Linked DNA regions of Mus musculus: region 1 is linked to region 2. Evidence: chromatin contacts called from public Hi-C data. All regions are on one chromosome and are shown on one strand. The core of a region is the stretch at or near the end of the contact, and the rest is flanking DNA. Distances in the headings are between cores, read along the strand shown.

What was found. A called contact is a pair of places that touch in the nucleus more often than the background predicts.
Region 1: a Hi-C map of bone marrow-derived macrophages shows a contact between it and region 2, with 67 read pairs. The contact joins the enhancer-like site here to the promoter of Otulin in region 2. A contact is called at or near these places in 4 of 39 promoter capture datasets (the C10 cell line, the HPC-7 cell line and neutrophils), 3 of 15 datasets of contacts at CTCF or cohesin (CD8 T cells and the NIH/3T3 cell line), 55 of 484 Hi-C or Micro-C datasets (the AML12 cell line, B cells, CD4 T cells and 36 more), 15 of 115 datasets of contacts at active chromatin or transcription factors (CD8 T cells, DN3 thymocytes, the HPC-7 cell line and 11 more) and 3 of 9 other capture datasets (adipose tissue, liver and macrophages).

The regions. Positions count from the first base shown.
Region 1 is chr15:27,708,029-27,710,728 of GRCm38.p6, reverse strand. No RefSeq gene overlaps it. Among named protein-coding and RNA genes, the nearest start is that of Otulinl, 28 kb to the right of the region's middle. Within about 2 kb of position 1,313, at least 75 of the 459 cell types and tissues checked have an H3K27ac peak or open chromatin away from gene starts, as enhancers often do. A contact at or near this core is called in CD8 T cells, the HPC-7 cell line, the MNK3 cell line and 12 more, where this site is marked.
Region 2 is chr15:27,629,133-27,632,022 of GRCm38.p6, reverse strand. Otulin (OTU deubiquitinase with linear linkage specificity) reads left to right here and starts at 1,330. Exons shown (of 7, transcript NM_001013792.2): 1 at 1,330-1,565. The coding sequence starts at 1,414.

The sequences.
Region 1 (2,700 bases), core at 64-2,563, 79 kb before region 2:
GAGGACATTTAACATTTAATTCCATGACTCATTCATTTGTATTTTCAGGGTCAATCCCTGTCTTTAAGTAGGATAGAATTAGAATTTGATCTTCGTGTTCTTATTGAGTGAGAACTTCTACCAGTAGAGTGTTTCGTTCGGTGAGGGATGTTGGGAGGAAGTTACGAGTTAAGGTACCTAGGAAACAGAGAGACTGGGATGTCCGTGGAGAACCAGGGCTGAAGCAGTCATTCTGTGGTAGGGCCACACCTAGCATGCATGGAGCTCAGGGTTCTGTTCACAACACCACCAGAGGGTTGGGAGTAGGGGTGGGGGCAACCTCAGTCTTCTTGTTAGTGTCAACAGGTGGGAGGGACAGGGTAGATAAGAGCAAATGGGCATGTGACATCTCGTTGGGCTTCATATCAAGGTAACCTTTCCATTCCTGTTTGCCTGGGACATTTCTGTTTTGTTACCCTTGAAGTGTGCGAGTGTTTTCTTCTAGATCGCCCATCTTATTTTGGGGAGCAGGGTTTCTCCCTGAACCTAGAGCTCACTGATGTCCGTTAGGCTGGTGAACCAACTCCAGAGATCTGCCTGTTGTCTTCAGTCCTGGCACTAGGGATGCAGGCATATGCCAGTGTGCCCCGCTTTTACATGGGCACTGGGGCTCTAACCCGGGTTCTGACATTTGCACAGCAATGCCACTTTTCTAACTCAGCCACCTCCTCTGCCCCAACCTCCCCGTATGTTAACGTCCTGGGAATTCCTTCCATATGGGGTAAGCCTAGACAACCTCTCCTCCTCTTCATCTGTGCCAGAGAAATGAGTGTCAGGCACACAGAACAGCACTGGGCTGCACTCCTGGTTCCTGGGTCTGCAAGTCAACCAGGCTCAGCCAGCACTGTCTGAAGGACATGTTGGGAAAGAAAGGGGTAGGGTTGGGTCAGCAGTCGCTTCCAAAACATAGGCCCTGGTACTGATAGAAGCTCTTCATCGAGAGTGATGTTTTTTGAGACCCTGCTCTTCTTTGGAAGAGGTTTTCGTGAAACCATCCTTGGAAATATTCCCTGGCTCTGATGCAAGTGTTCAATGGAAGAGGACCGTGCCATCTCTAGCTGGATTTATGTTCCTTTCTCCTCATATCTCTTCAACACGGAAGGCAAACCCAACCCATGCCCACGCATACCCTGCAGGTGGTTCTCATCAATATAGGACAAAAGCCGTTTAGTTAGGAACGGCAGGAGCACACGCCCCACTTCTCAAGCCACTGGCCTATGGTTCTTCCTGGTCTCAGCAAAAACCACCCTGGGTGCAGTGAGTCACTGGCTCTCAGATGAGGAACAAGGCAGTGGGGACTTCAAACCACAGGGGCCTTAACAACCCACAGAGATGGGACCCAGTAGCTACGTGGAACCCTAGAGTCTCAGTGTCCCAGATCTGCAGGTGACCTTACATGTGAGGCTTCAACATGTCTGTAATTCCAGGAGCCCCTTTCTGTCTGAGTGGACAGTTCTTGTCCATAAAGTGATTTTTTTTCTTCTACGTGGTGGTGCCTCACTCTTGACTACAGACATCCTGTCTGCTCCTTCCTAACACCCCAGCTTCAGTCTCTTGAGGTTGCCTGCTCTGAAGAAAGCATTAGAGGAGGGAAATCTGAAGGAACCACTCATCCTTTAATGTCCATTGTTATGACCTGTGACACAGCCTTGGCCACATTCCTACTGTCAGTCTAAGAGGATAGAAGCAGGTTTTCTCCAGTTGTTGTTTTGTTCCATTTAATAATCAGTTGTCCATGAATGTTGACACCAGATAAAGCATCTTTAGCTTTAGTGTGTTCTAGGACCCCCTCTTTTCATCACAGCAGGGGGTGGGTGGGGTGGGAGACAGAGGCAGACATACAGAGAGCAGGGAAAGGCAGAGAGAAATGAACATTACTTGTGGTAGTTTAAATATTAGATCAAGTCACATCTAAAGCCGAGCCAGGCAGAGGTGTTAGTCACGTGAGCCAATGCTTCCCTTTTTTTTTTTTTTTTTTAATGAGCTAGTGGCTCTTCCTCCATGAGCCAATGGCTCTTTTCTCCACGAGCCAATGGTTCCTTTTTCCATTCCTGGCAGAGTGAGTTACATCATTCATCCACCCACCTACCTAGGAATGATGACTTACTGAATTTTTCAGTGGGCTCTGTCATAGAGTAGACTAGAGTTCTGACTGCAACAGATATGACAAAGGCCACTGTATGTCCCACCAGGACCCTCTTCTGTGGGTTCCACAACATGTGAGTTTGCTGGACCACTGCCTCTCTGACATTTGTATAGAAAGTGAATCCCTCGTTGCCCTGTCTCATATCATACTGTGAGTAATGCCCTTGGTCATATGGCAACAGGGACAGAGGGCACGACCTTGGGTGTTAATTTTCCTGACTTCATACTGGTATTGGCATGGGAAACCATGTGCATGTGTTTCCTGTAACTCAAAACTGCTAAGCTGGGCAAGAATGTCTGACTGCCCTTTCATAGCTAGGTGTCCCCATCTGCAGACATCTTGAGATCTTGAGATCAATCCATCCGATGGGACAAGCCTTCACAATCCCTGGGAGTTGTCCTCTATGCTAGACGTTAAGCCAGGACACGCCACTTGCCAGAAGGCTGAGGTGGAGAATATTCTGGAAAGTCTGGATAGCATATTGTGCTGGTTGAACTTCTAATGGGGCAGGAGTT
Region 2 (2,890 bases), core at 81-2,580:
AGCACAAATGTTCTTTCTATAGTTTATCCTCTTATGTTCCCACCTCCCCGAGTTTATCTTTACAGGTTCTTTACAAAGAACATAGCCCTCCCCTGAAAGAAAGTAAGATAGTTTAGTCTGGAGCCAAGGAAATATGAGGCACAATGGTCCAGGAACACAGATTTGACTTATTCCAAATAGTCTCCATATGCTCCAGCCTAATGGCTTCCTTGCTTTTTTGTTTGTTTGTTTGTTTTTTTAAATAGTAACAGAACAAATCAAACATTAAGTCAAAGGTCTTTCTAAAACGCATCAGGTAGATGGTAGAAATGTTTGTTAAATGTTTGTTATGTGATCTGATGTTATTCTGGCCGTAAGTCTGTAGATCCCAATGATTTACCTAAAAGCTATAATGAGGTTGGCAATAAATGGCTATTAAGGAGAACTGAAGATCGCCCAAGACTGTGCAGCTTACTCCTAATCGGTAATATTCTAGCTCTCCATAATCAAGGACGTTTTAATCACCCAATCAGCCTTGGGGATGTTTAACACTAGTGTGCTCCCCTCACCTCTGAACATCAGTTTAGTCCTATGCTTTAATATTTAACTGCAGGCAAAAATGATCTTTCATAAATGGCCTTATAGAGAGAACACGGAAAAGACGAAGCTCAAGCTTATCAATCTAAACTTGGCTTTTTATGATCTGACTTCCAATCTTACTTTTCGGTTCTGCCCCTGAACCTATCTGCAGGCTTCCGAAATGTCCCTGCCTCGCTATTGCTCCATACTCGGGTTCTGCCTCAAGGCTGGAGCCATGCCTACTAACTCACCCACTCTCCCCGGCTTCTGCGCCTCCACGGTCATACCTTGGAAATCTGTTAATGTCAGCCCTTTACTCTTACTCTTAAATCGATCACATGAAGCAATCTAATTCAAGATGGCACAGAATGTTGTGCTTGCTCAACTACGACCCCACAGCCGAGGTCAAGGCCACGTGGGCTCCAGAGGCCGCGCTGGCACTGAGGAACGGTGCCAGCAGAACTTTTAGGGGACCAAGGATGAAGTTCTGTACCGAGGTAAGTACTACCCGGCATCCTAACTCTCTCAACTCCACACCGCCCAGCCGCGTGTCCTGCCCAGCCTCCAACATCCCCCAACACCACCTACTGAGCCCGGACATGCGCAGTGGGCACACGGCGCGGGCCGCTCCAGGCTCCGCGGCTCAAATCCGCTCTGCGCAGGCGTCCTCCCTCCATTCCCAGCCCCGCCCGTTCCAGGTCCCCTAGCCTCTCGCCACGCCCCCTTGCTGCAGGTCAAAGGTCGCGGGGCGGGCCACAGTGACGCTTACGGAAGCGCTCTGCGGACCTCGCGGGGTGCGGGGCAGCGCAGCCACGGCTCCGGACGGCGGGACGGCAGGGCCCGGCGTGGCCGCGGATGAGTCGGGGAACCATGCCCCAGCCCGGAGCGTGGCCCGGTGCAAGCTGCGCCGAGACGCCGGCGCGCGAGGCCGGGGCCGCGGCGCGGGACGGCGGGAAGGTGACGGCCGGCGCGCAGCCCCGGGCCGCGACGCGATGCCCGGCCGAGCAGTGAGTGAGCGGGGCGGGCGTGGGAGCGGGCGCGGGCGCGGGGCTGCGTGGGTTCCCTCGGTTTCAGGTCGGCTACCCAGACCGAGCAGTAGAGAGTCGGGAGTGTGGACCCTGTCACAGCTCGGTCACCCAGGCCGCCACACTCCCGCTTTGACAACTGTCCAATCCTGAAGTTAGGGAAAGCGCTAGGAATTTGGGAAAGAAATCCAGAGAGGCCCCTTTAATGATCCACTGACTCCCTGTAGCTCTTTTCCCCTAACCTAGCTCGGAGGAAGTGAGTTCGCCCCAGTAACAGCCACAGAATTGTCCTGCGATGTCACCACTTGAAGAGTTTCCCACCTGTTGGACAGACTTTGGCCACAGGCTGGCCCTCTCCGTTTTACCCCGTCAGACCCTGGCTAGGTATTCCTACCACTCTTTGCTTTTACACACACACACACACACACACACACACACAGGCACACAGTTTTAGAGCAGTTCCTTATTGACTGTGAAGAAAAACAGTAAGTTAGAAGCGATTTCACTGTGCAGGGTTTGGAGGTGTCTACTGAGTTCGTGGCACAGTTCTAGATGTCTTTGGACTTAGAAAATCAAAAGCTCCGACAGTCAGTTTTCTTATGATCCAAAAGTTAAAGCATAAGGTGTGTCTAGATGGACCTTTAGAGCTCTTTCAATTTCCTAAGAAGGGGTCTTTTGAAGCCTTGTTAAGGAAGACGGGATATAATAGCAGCTCAGTTGTGAGGTGCTTTGCGGTGGGCTTTGACCGCTTTCGTTTATTGAGCGCCCGAGTGTGATGGTAATTATTCCTGTAATGAGCTAGTGGTAACAGGAAAGGTATAGAGTGGGAAGCCTTAACCTTCTCTAAGAGCTAGGCTGCCAATTAGCGTTAGTGACATTGTCTGTTAGCTTTGGGACTTGGGGAGCTTTTAGCTCTTTATTTGGGTCAGCATTATCTAAGCTTCAGCCATAGTTGCTGTAGTCAATGAATCTAGATAGCCTGGTTTTTTTAAATGAAATGTCCTGATTCTTAAGTAGGGACACTTATTTTTCTTTCTATTGAGCTCCTTTATATTACAGGGCCATGTTTGAGTTGGTCTAGTCTGTGGTTGCCAGGTTGAAACTGTCTAGGTTAGAGATGTCTCTTTCCTCTGCTCTTCCTCTGCTTCCTGACGGCTCTGCCTTTCAGCCTGCTTTCCTAGTCCATTCCTTTCCTGGATGCCCAGCCTTTTAAGCCCTGCACCTCAGTCTTACCCTAGCAGTTTCACATGCCTTGAAAGATACCTGAGCCTTTGAGGCCAGAACCACATTCTCCAACGTACACACAG